Linked DNA regions of Mus musculus: all the other regions are linked to region 1. A link is a contact called in public Hi-C data. All regions are on one chromosome and are shown on one strand. Each heading gives the region's core, a stretch centred on a gene start, on an enhancer-like site or on the middle of the called end of the contact. The rest is flanking DNA. Distances are from core to core; before and after follow the strand shown. Region 1 has its middle 40 kb from the start of n-TDgtc1. Region 2 has its middle 78 kb from the start of Gm42131. Region 3 has its middle 48 kb from the start of Gm42131.

Region 1 (3,925 bases), core at 922-3,421:
GTTGTTGGGTGAGCATCTGGATGGCAAAGGAATCCTAGAAAGAGATCAGCAAGTGCTCTCCTCCTCATGATGTAGGAATGGGAAGGGAGGGAGAGACACTTAGAGTCATTTAGGAGAGAAACCAACATCAACAAAACATTACTTGTGGCTAAATACATTAAAATGCTTATTTGAAATACAAACACACATAAAATCAAATACATGCAAGCATATTTTGAGTAAGCTGTGCTCTGACTATCTGACAAGTTGCACTGAGAGTCACAGGAAACTTGCTAGCCTGGAGAATTGTGTCTGAAGCACACCTTACTTTGGGTAAAGTGGTGTCAACTTAATAAGAGTTGGCTGGAACTGTTTGTCATGTGACAAATGGAAATGATTTTCCTTCTTTGGAGTATTCAGATGAGCCTCAGGGAAGGCAGAGAAGAGAATACTGAATTTTCTTACTCTTGAGCCCGGGTGAATGAAGCCGAGCTCGGGGTAAGCGCTTTCAATTAGATTTCAGTTGCTCAGGCCCGAAAACCACTTTTTCTTAGGCCTTGTAATTTCATATCCTTGACATTGCTGGGATGTCATGCTATCTGGGTCAGAACACTGGTATCCCAGGTTCAATAATGTAAGGAAATCCTTGCATATATGTGCCTGTATCCATAACAACACCGCTCACATTGCAAGACATCCAGATCTTCTCAGGTTCACCCTCAGGGTTTGAAAACGTGTAACCTTTGGTACTCACCTGAGAACATTTAGAATCTTAGGAGTGTAGGCCTAATCGCAACAATCAAATAAAGCTCTCCTGGCGAGGTGGGTTTAGATGGGAGGCCGAGGCAGGAAGATTATGAGTTCAAGGCCACCCAAAGTTACCCAGAGAGACGCTGTCTTAAATTTCTTATTCTCCAGCTGTATACTGCCATGCCATGCCTATATACTAGAGAGATGCATATTTCTCAGCTACAAGAGATTTGAACAAATATGCTTCTGAGCAATCGGTCTAACACACGTTATATGCAACACAAGTCCCCAGATTGAGAAAAAACAGGCAGCATGTTGGTTGCATTTTGCATTTCATGCTCCATGTGCTGAGCTGTGATAGTGGCAGAGAGATTCACAGAAATGTGTGGCTGTTAACATGTTATTCCAGCTGGAGTCAAATGCTGGGGAGAGGAGGTCTCCTCGCTCCTCTGGGGGATGGATGAGAGAGTGGCTTCGGGAAGACATTGGGGAGAGTTGCTGTTTTCCTCCAGGTGTTTGAGCCAACTGACGGCCCCTGTCTGAACTTCCTAGTCATTTGCCATTTCATTAGCTGCCAGGTTTTCAATTTCTGCCTCTTGGAAGTTACACCGCTTTGAACAAGTCCCCACAGTAATTGAATTTGCCACAGAAATAGAACACTGGAAAATTTCATTTTCTTCTTCCCTGCTTGAAGGCAAGCAAGCAGGCAGGGCACACACACATTCCTGCTGGGCTCTTCTTCTTTGCTTTCTGGGCTCTGTTCCCCTCCCTTCCCCACTGCATTCAATAACTCGCTCCTTCCATCGAGCTCCCAGAGCAGGTAAACGGTCACACACACACAAAAAAAGGGCCTGCTTTCAAACCATCTCAGAGTGCATCAGCCTGTCACTTTGTAATTTTCTTCTAAATGCCTTCCACAAATAATGGTTTTCAAAATGAGCATTAACAGGCTTGATTACATGAAATTGTCCTTTTAATTTACACCAGGATTCTATTGATCACACAAGTGCAGATTAAAGTGTTCAATGAAGCCCGTGATGAGGTATTAACCAGCTAAGGGTCCTCCAGGGGCCGCCAGGGAGGCCAGGAATATGCTAGGAGTGTACAGTTATTTCCCCATAATGAAGTGGCACTATGCGAAGGCATGAATCGCCGGCAGGAAGAATAGATCCGAGATGATGAGCTCTTCAAAGTCATTTCTCCCTCCCTCATTCAGCTTCATGCCCAGAGCCTCCTGCGGTTCTTCTGCATTACTTGTCGTGAAATGCCAGGATTTACCTAGCCAGCTGATGCAATTTTTATGACCTTATTGCTTTTTCACCATGGTAATAGTTTTGAATCAATTTATCAATCCAGCGGTGCCATCAGACATATTGCCCTGAAGATCAAGTCCGGGTCATTCCATCAATTCACTGCGGTTTACGAAGATAGAGAAAAAAGCCAGGCCGTGACGGCTATCAACTTCAAATGGCTTAGTAAACATGCCTCGGCTTCTTTAACTGCTTCACTTCTGACTCTGCACCTTTGTATTCACGGCTAGGACCACCCGGATCAGCCTGGTGGTGGCTGGGTTGCAGCAGACCCAGCCGTGAGGCAGGAGGCCCTGGGAGAGCAAAGGACACCTCTCGCCAGCTCTCCGGGCCGTGGTTGGCACAAATCTTGGAGGCGTGGCTCGATCCAGCATACTTACAGTCGATTGTGACATGGTGCCCAAATTTCAGGGCATTTATCTCACCAACTGGACAACGTAGGAAGAGGACTGTGAGGTTCTCCCTTTGTAATAGGTTTTGCAGCAGGCTTGGCAATCATATTCCACTCCATCTTCTCTCCACGGCAGAGGCTGGTCAGTGATAATGGTTTCAAAAGATGAAAAACCTGTAAGTCATTTTTCATGGGATAAGGTGTCATGTGGAGCAGGACACAAAGAAAGAACAGCTCACTTGTTGGAAGAGAATGGACACTTCCTGCCCAAAGGAGACAGGGAACTGACCCTCTGGCCACTGAGTTAGATCGCTGGTGTTTGCGCAGATAAAACACCAGGTGTCTCTTGTTCATTGAGATTTGTTATTATATCGGTTGCATTCAGAGAGCCCGGGTTATTTGTATATTCCATGTATGCATGTATTAGGTCAAAATTTGAAATCCCATACCAAGAATTCTGGCAATAAATTATGTGCCAAAGACAGTGATGGTGAATTTTAACATTATTTAAAATGTATTGTTTTCGAGGCCTTAATAGAGATTAAATGCACGGATGGCATCAGCCTGGTGCTGTGCTGGGACGCTGCTATGCTCAGCATTTAAAATGGGATTTGTCAGGCCCCAAGCTTATGTCGATTCTATAAAAATTTAATGATCTACTTCCAGGTCTAGCAGCATTTAGGATTTATTTACAGTCTTTATTATAAAATTTATCCAAAATATACACATTCCCCAAAGACTTCTGAGCTCCGCGGTGGAAATATAAATGTACCAAAGTGAAATACAGCAGAGGATCAAGCTCTCTCTGCCAGGCCCTTTTCCTCCTGTTCTCTCACTCCCAATATCCAGCAAAGTAAGAGCTGGAAGCCCGGATAAGAAACCAGGGGCTCTGAAGGCAAGGGTCGTGTGGGAAGGAGTGGGCGATTATCTGCGCTAATCTTCCCATGCACAGAGGAGAACACAAACCCTCTACCAGACGCTCAGAGTTGCTTGGCTGTGTATTTCCCCCCTGATTTCAAAACTCAAATAAATATTCTACTTCTCAGCCTCTGTACTAAAAAGTCTTGTTTTAAAATAATCCAACGGGCAGGAGAGATGGCTCAGTAGATATGAGTGGTTCATGTAGCCATCAATGCTCCCTTCTGAAGTCTTCCCGGTGTGACAGAGTGAAGGCTGCCACGGGCCTTCCTCTGGTGTGGTTTTATAATCAACAGTACAGCGGTGGCAGGCACGGGATTTCAGAATCAGAACTGAGGTCATACAGTGTTGGCTCTGTTTTACGGAGGAGGAAATCCAGAGATGTCAGGTCACCTGAGCTCTGCTGTATGTCAGCACTGCTAAGCCTGAAGAGAACGAGAATCCAGCTATCTTGACGCCACTATTTCACTGTCTTTTCAACAGCACAGAAGGTGCCCACTGCTGATGCACAATGTTTGTCCATCTTTGAATGACTTGGGAACCTGGGCAAATCATAAGGGGTCCTGAGTGATGGAGG
Region 2 (3,700 bases), core at 1,074-3,573, 340 kb after region 1:
GTCGTCCTCCAGTTTGTTTTTGATATTTAAACAGTTTGGACATCTCTAAAAGTGGAGTGACACTGACACCCAGATAAGGTCCCAATCAATTTATTAAGTGATTTTGTACAAAAATGGCAAAGTTAACATGACCCCAGATCATGGCTAATTCATCTACAGAGAAGCGGGAAGAAAGCCGCTCGCCTGGCCTTGTCTCTCACGGGTGAGGACCTCTGCATGGAGCCCTTGTCTGCTGTGTGCAAGTGGTGCAGTTGACCCCACTGGAAAAATAGAATTTTTCCTTTTTATGTTTTAAAAGTTTAATTAATAAACACCAGGAGTATTTACCTGTAGATTTCTGTTTCGTGGAATTATCATTAAAGGTAGCTCATGAGGACACACTAAGTATCATTTCAAGGAACATTTTGTTCTTCTAAGATGATCTTCTAACGTTTTATAAGTCATCAAGTTGGTAAGTTTGTTAAAACTTCAGTAAATAATTTTCAAAGAGAGAGAGATTTATATGAAGGTAAATTTACACACTCATTTCAATCTAGTGCATCCAATAATAGCTGGCATAAATCCAGTCCAAGAATGGATGTAGGATTTTGTGTTTTGAAGCAAAGTATACAACATCCATAGAAGGGAGCGCTAACGTTACATTTGTTCGTCATTCTATGTGAACGCTAAACTACTTCAAAATGAAATAACTGAATTAATATATGGCCCTTAAGTAACCTGCTCAGGGTAAAAAATATAAATCTTAGAATCAGTCCACCTGGCTGTCTCACAAGATCAGTGTTACAGTCAGCAGACTCAATGATCCCTGTGCCATAGAAGCAACAAGTGATGTCTTTCAGAGTATTCGCCTGTCAGACAGAGTCAATGGCAGTCTCTATGGAATGCCTCTGTGAAGACTCATTTCACACCAACTTCACTGAGCTAAGGAGTATTCAGAAAGTATTGCTGAGTGCGTGTAGCGGGAGGGTATATTCTGGAAGAATATGAACAGTAAGACCAATTGGCTCATCAAATGAGTGAGCATTGTTTGATGCCCAAGACTAGCTTTGTTCCTGCTTATGTGGGGACAACTGTGTTCTCCTGTTCCTGTGTGTGCTTCTGATTCGTTAGTTTGGCTTTTGGATCCAAAGTAGGACTTATACCATTAGCTCCTTGTATTCTCCAGCCTGCTGGTATGTTCTAGAAGACTACTACCAGCCTTCCTGAGCCTCCAGCTTGCCAATGAATAGATCCTGGCATTTCCCAGGCTCTGCAATTGCATCAACCAACCATGCTGAACAAATGTCTTTGTACATAAGTAACAAATGCCTCAATGTGTGTGTATTGGGGCTGGGGGGTGTTCCTTTTCTCTGGAGAATTCTAATAGCCAAATTTAAGGGATAAATGAGAAAGAAAAATGACTAAACACAAGGAATGATCAGAGAAATAGTTAGAGAATATTATATAATAAAAGTCAATTGATATGGGAAATACAAGATGGCAGGGCCCAAGAAATGAGAAAAATAATTCAATTATTATTGACTACTATGTCCAGAGAATATGGATTATTCTGCTTCTCAAGGATAAAGGTTTTTCAGGTCTGAAAACCCCCCATTACCATTTTTCAGATGGTACATGACTCTCTCTAATGGGTTAAATTGTATCCTTCTAAAAAGATACGCTATACCCTGCCTCCTGTACCTCAGAAAAGGACCTTATTTTGAAATAAGGCTTTAAGAGGCAGTTAGGTTAAAATGAGGTCATTAAGATGTACCCTAATTGAAAATGACTAGTGTCTTTAAAACAGAGGGGCCCTGGAATGCAGAAACAGACACACACTGAAGTAAGACTGGATGAAGACACCCAGGGAGAAGTCAGGAGTGGCTAAAGTGATGGGTCAACAAGCCAAGGCATGACAAAAATGGCTGGCTAGCTCCAGACAGCGTTAGGATTGGCCCTTGATGTTGTCAGTGACCACAGCCCTTCTCTTCCAGCTCCCAGCCCATGGAACGATGAGATGATTTTTTTATCCACCCAGCTCTTAATACTTTGCTTCAACAGCCAGAGGAAACAAATACAGCCTCCTCTAAAAAGTTCTGCCTGACTAACCAGCAACGATACTGACCAGCTTTGATGACCATGCCAAAATTCTTGAACCAGAAGAATAGAAATGCTTAAATGAGCCTCCAGTGGTCTGTCCCAACAGCTACCCCTTTCTTTCAGAGTGATCTAGAATGTCCTTTATCCTCTCTTTATCCGACTTTCCTCCCTGTCTCTGGCTTGTCCTCCTATTAGTTTATGGTCTGGAAACAAGGAGAGGAAAGGGTGTGGTTACGATGATGAACTAGGGAGGAAGCAGCAAGGGCCTGAGGCTGAGATCAGGAGGTCTGAATTGTCAGCACTCAAACCCCACCCATCATGGCTTCCAGAAATACTTGTTCCTTCCTGTTAGATATAGAGCTAGATGCTTAAGGGTATGGCTGTAAATGGGGCAAAGAAACCCTCATGGAAACTATCATGCAGAGAAACTATATTGTGTTCTAGCCTGACTTCATACTCTTTCATATAAATATAACTTTCCTGAACAAGCCCATCGAGACAGCTTAACCCAGCTTACACTGAAACCCTGAAAGATCTGGCATGATTCAAACAACCTTTTGGTGAATCTTTGTCTTCTGCAGACATTTAAACCCAAATTAGTTGATTTCTAGTCTTTCAAAAGTTGACCTGAAAGATAAACAAACCATAACATCCCCTGGAAATGAAGTGCATGCGTGAGAAAGAGCGGAGGGTGCCGGGAGGGGAGATAGAAATCTTAGTGTGAATTATGATGCTGACTCTGGCGTGTGCAGCTGGCATTTCCACTGTCTCGTCTCTGTGACAGTGCCCTCCTCTGGAAGCTGTTAGGCTAAGAGCTAATGTCCCTGTGCCACACAAAGGTGATAGTGAATTGATGAGTCTGTAAAGAGATTTAGAGGCAAATAAGGAAATGCATTGTTAATGCTATTAAATATTACTTAGCCCGCACAAGCTGCGTGTTCAACAGTTTAAACTTTAATTGCTAGCCGATGCAGAAACAAGCCTGGATGTATGTAAATCCTATTGAAAGCTAATATCATTCTGGCTGTTCAGATGGATTAGCAACCACTACAATTAGCAGCCTGCACAGCTAATGATATTAGGGTAGAATCTATCATACGGCAGCCTGGGCCTTAAATCTGATGGGAAGTTAAGGCTTTTTCTCCCCACTGAAACTGGGGGGTCCTGCCAATTAATACACAGGGGTCCTGGGTGTGAGCCAAGAAGGTTCTAGAAGAAGGGGGCTCAATGCACCATCACCTTGGCTTGTTCCTCTTACCCTTCACTGTAACTCCAACAGAGCATACTATGGCTGACACCACCTCCTTCCCACTTTATATGGAATGATACCACAATCCAGCAAAGAGGCAGAACGATCTACCTGCAGCTGTAGAATGCTGGTCTCACTCTGAATACTGTGGTTGTGGCAGAAGGAAAAAGAGCATAGCTTCTAGCCAGATGTGGCACCCACAGAGCAGGCCGCTGTACAGAGTACTTACACAACACTAATGACTCCTAAGAGGCCTCAGCAACAGGGAATTTCATTTACGACATCATTGGTTTAAGGCAGGTTACAGAAACTGTCATTCTCAGAGTAGAACAGCTGAGCTGACTATAGAAATAGGCACCAATAATGTCATGG
Region 3 (3,935 bases), core at 30-2,529, 460 kb after region 1:
TTTGCTGCCTTGGGGTTTGTGACAGTGCAGATGAACCCAAGTTTCTCAGCTCAGGTGAAAAAGCAGCAAAGAGAGAGGGAGGGGGTCTTATTCCTCAGTGTCCCTCCCCAAAGCCGCCTGTGATGTAACCTCCTTCCAAGAAGCCTCACCTTCTGAAGATTCTACCAGTTCCCGACAGGACAACGGGCTGTCAATCAGCCTTTAGCATATGAGCTCTGGGAGCAGTTAAAATCCAAACCTGACTTCCTCTTCTTCCCTGAAACCTGTTTGTTCTACTCCCGTAGCATATCTCAAAGCTGACAGTGTAAACGTTACTGGTTCACCACTGACTCGTCCTTTAGAAACAGCCCTGCCTGATACTGATATTATTATTCCTGGATACCATTTATTCGAGATTCTGGCAAGTTAACTCAACAGAAGACCCTAATGCCCATAGCTACATAACACCACATACCCCTTATCTCATCTTTGGTACCAGAAAGTGGGACATAATGTGACTATAAGACTGAATGGTTGGTCATCCCCTAAAACAGTCAAAGTGAATTCAGTAGAAAAGTAAGGCAGGGGCAAGAAATACAAGGTGTTCTCACCAAATCCACCCCCCCTTTTTAAATATTGCTTTTATTTTCAGGAACCTCTGTGGACACATCTGAATTTATGTGAAGGCAGCAGATGTCTGTATTACACTCATAAGACAACCTAAGATGACAAAAGTGCAGTGCGGGAGCAAGAAGAAGACTGTGACATTACAAATGTGACATCGCAAAGCATGACGCTTACAAACCGGAATTGCTTCACATTCACATGTGCTATCCTTGATCTCAGCAAAAAGCTGAGAAGTGATAGCTTTGTAAAATACTTCCCCTTGAGGGTCTCTTTTGGACAGCACAGGGTGTTACCTCTTCATGACCATCATTCAGTCACTGTCTCTGCTCCCGTCCTACAGCTGCCAAGCTGATTGGTCGCAGCAGAGACAGCGCAAGAGACAAAGGTGGAAGAGCTTCCTGGCCCTTTGCAGAAATGTCTTTTTCCACTTTATTTAATATTCCCAAGGGAGTGTATAGTATTCAGAATGTCTAACACAATCTTTTGATGATCATGCAACAAATAAAACTCGTCTCCTTGTGTTTGATGTGGCAGAGAATACCGCGTGGACACGAATGTGCTCCTGAGTTCTGTGGATGCTCCATGAGAGCTTCCTGGCCAGCCAGAGGCCCTGTGTGTTCTGTCAACTGAGGGACCACAGTGGAAAGATGGCGTCTGAAACCAGGAGACAACGGAGTCCCAATCACTTGGCCAACTCGTCCAACCTCCATTTCCTCGACTTTAGGATGAGAGGTTCGTGGCATCCTTTCAGGGTTGTGTGAACCAGATGAAATTATCCTTGGGTGAATCCTTTGTTACCCCCATAGATTACACAAAACATGCAGTGCCCAAGGCTTCGTAAAAAGCATTCTGACCAAGGCCATTGAAGCCAATGATGGTCACGATTGCAGGTCACCATAACTGTGAACTTTGCACACGGAATCCAAGGCCCCTCTCCAAAATAAATAAATAAATAAATAAATAAATAAATAATTGTCACTTTGAATTAAGAAATCTTGAGACGAAGGATCAACACTCGAGGGGCTCTGGTCCAAGTCCATGTTTGGAGTAATTTCTGGGCAATCGTCACAGATGTCAGCCATCTTCTTCCTCCAATGACTGGTGGTCGAGGCCACAGCATCTGCACCAAAGGATCTATATCCTTTAGCTGTGGCCCACACCTGCCTCTCCTCACTGTCTCCTTTATCTTCACTAGGCCCTCTTTGATCCTTCGCTCATTTCTAATTCTGAAGGCCCTTTGAGAAAGGGGGAGGGGAGGAAAACAAAAGGTTAATTTTCTCCAGCCTGCCCAGGCCGACTTAATGTAACAGAAGGCAGCAAATTGTATTGATTTAGTGACATGCAACTGTCCAGAAAGAGCTATTTATACATTATTCAGGACAAACACTGTCATAATGGACAAACAGCAGCAGCATCTGGGATGTTAATGTCTACAAATAAGATTATTCTTTGAAAGGATTAGGATGGAGCATTTTGTGTAATTAGATTTCTCCGTTTCAGGAATGAATTGCCTTTTAGCAGTAAAAGCTGTCACTGAGGGAGCCATTAGCTCCTTATAACTGAATTAAATGCATAATTAGTGACATGATCACATTAGGATTTGTTTCATTTTTAACTAATCTGAGGAGGGAGGGACCAAGGGAGAGTTGGGGAGAGGAGGCGGGGCCATTTCCAGGTCACTGCGGCCTTCCTTAGCTCGGGATAGGCCTCAGCTGGTGAGCTCGAGTTGGTAAAAGTCAGACGCCTGTGAATCAGAGCCCAGGCCTCGCCACGGCGACGGCCAGGCTATTCATCACTGGGTGGTGGGTGACAGTGACTGATGGGCTGGACCCGGGCCTGGCACTTCACCAGTGCAAGAATCATACGAGCCAGGGAACAGAATGACAGCTGGAGCGCCGTGTCAAGTGGTGGAGAGACCAGAGCTATTAATAATGTGTGCCACATGATCTCAGCCGCGAGAAAACAATGATTTAGACATTGGTGAGAATAAAGATTTTACATTTAGTCCGGGGGTGACTCTTCTCCTTGGCACTTGTAGAATAAATCGCTACGCAATCAGCATGTATGAAATCAGGCAATGCATACATTAGAGGCGGCCTTGCGAGGGAGGGGCCTGAGTCGGGATCTGGAAATCTTGGCGTGCTCCTGACTCCGTCTTCGTGGAGCGTCTGTGGAAGCTTCGGGTAGCAAAGGGTAAGAGGATGGTGAAGAGATGACTTTCACTCACGCTCTCATTTGGCCTCTCACCCTTCCCTTTCTGGCATCTTCCCTGTTCTGGGATCCACCAGGGATGATAAGGGAGAACCCAAGCGTCCAGGATGCGCTCTAACTCTTGGAACTGAACTAAACTGAAAGGGAGCCGGGACGCCAAGTGTGGCTTGCTAAAGTATTGACATTCTGTCTACCTTGGGAACCTTTAATCTTGTTTCTCGGTCTGAGAATTAAGAGAAGCAGAAGCAAGGACAGGCAAAGGAAGGGAAGCGAGGCAATAAATGATGTCCACTTCAGGTTGAGTGAGCTCTGTGGCCCTCTAGGAGGTGATGGGCTCCTTCAACTTTGTGGAGAAGCCGCTCCCTCCCTGAGTGGCCCGAACCAACTCACGGGAACTGAAAATCGTTGAATATCAGGTGCTAGACAGTTTAAAAGTTTCTAGACGTCTGACGATTACTCCAATGAACTCGGAAGTGAAGGATAGATAATTAAGATGTCTCACTCCCTCAGAACCTCCACACTCCTTCACTGACATCACACAGAGGTTCACAATTAGCAGAATTGACTGAGATAGGATCATCTTTGATAGAGAGCGTTTTGAAGTCAGGAAATAAACTCTAATCTGATGATTATTACATAGAGACCTCGCATGCTCACGGTCTATTGTTTCAGAAGGAAGACTGAGGCATGATGAACAAAGATTGTCGAGAGGCGTCAACTCGCCAGTAGCCATGATGCTTTGGTGGGATGTTCATTGTGCCCACCTAAGGGACGGTGTGAACTCATTATGGTGTGAACTCACTCTCCTTTGCTGTGCCACAACCAAAGTCCTACCAACTCCCCCCAACTATAGGCTTAGCAACAGAGAAGAGAGGAATTTGTATTCTTTAAAGTTGCCGTTTATACAAAATTTTTACTTTCAAAACAGATTTTTTTCTATGCATTTGCCTGAAACCTACGCAGCTTTCATAATGCTATGCAGGGGAAATGTATGTAAAAATTCACATATAACCTTTATACATTGGTGGGCATTAAGATTTCCTCTTCTTTGAGGCAAATATTGACCTGGACTTCACCTCGGTCAATATTTACCTCTCAGGTCAATAGATCTTGATGTT

What was found. Hi-C and Micro-C count contacts between places; a contact is called where the count stands out from the background.
Region 2: a Hi-C map of the N1E-115 cell line shows a contact between it and region 1, with 6 times the contacts expected there. The contact joins two enhancer-like sites. A contact is called at or near these places in 4 of 484 Hi-C or Micro-C datasets (the N1E-115 cell line, adipose-derived mesenchymal stem cells, cortical neurons and 1 more), 2 of 115 datasets of contacts at active chromatin or transcription factors (astrocytes and embryonic basal ganglia) and 1 of 9 other capture datasets (embryonic trunk).
Region 3: a Hi-C map of the N1E-115 cell line shows a contact between it and region 1, with 9 times the contacts expected there. The contact joins two enhancer-like sites. A contact is called at or near these places in 3 of 484 Hi-C or Micro-C datasets (the N1E-115 cell line, embryonic fibroblasts and embryonic stem cells) and 1 of 9 other capture datasets (embryonic tail).

The regions. Positions count from the first base shown.
Region 1 is chr5:101,030,865-101,034,789 of GRCm38.p6, forward strand. No RefSeq gene overlaps it. Among named protein-coding and RNA genes, the nearest start is that of n-TDgtc1, 40 kb to the left of the region's middle. Within about 2 kb of position 2,172, at least 2 of the 459 cell types and tissues checked have an H3K27ac peak or open chromatin away from gene starts, as enhancers often do. A contact at or near this core is called in the N1E-115 cell line, where this site is marked.
Region 2 is chr5:101,369,543-101,373,242 of GRCm38.p6, forward strand. No RefSeq gene overlaps it. Among named protein-coding and RNA genes, the nearest start is that of Gm42131, 78 kb to the right of the region's middle. Within about 2 kb of position 2,324, at least 2 of the 459 cell types and tissues checked have an H3K27ac peak or open chromatin away from gene starts, as enhancers often do. A contact at or near this core is called in the N1E-115 cell line, where this site is marked.
Region 3 is chr5:101,495,157-101,499,091 of GRCm38.p6, forward strand. No RefSeq gene overlaps it. Among named protein-coding and RNA genes, the nearest start is that of Gm42131, 48 kb to the left of the region's middle. Within about 2 kb of position 1,280, at least 10 of the 459 cell types and tissues checked have an H3K27ac peak or open chromatin away from gene starts, as enhancers often do. A contact at or near this core is called in the N1E-115 cell line, where this site is marked.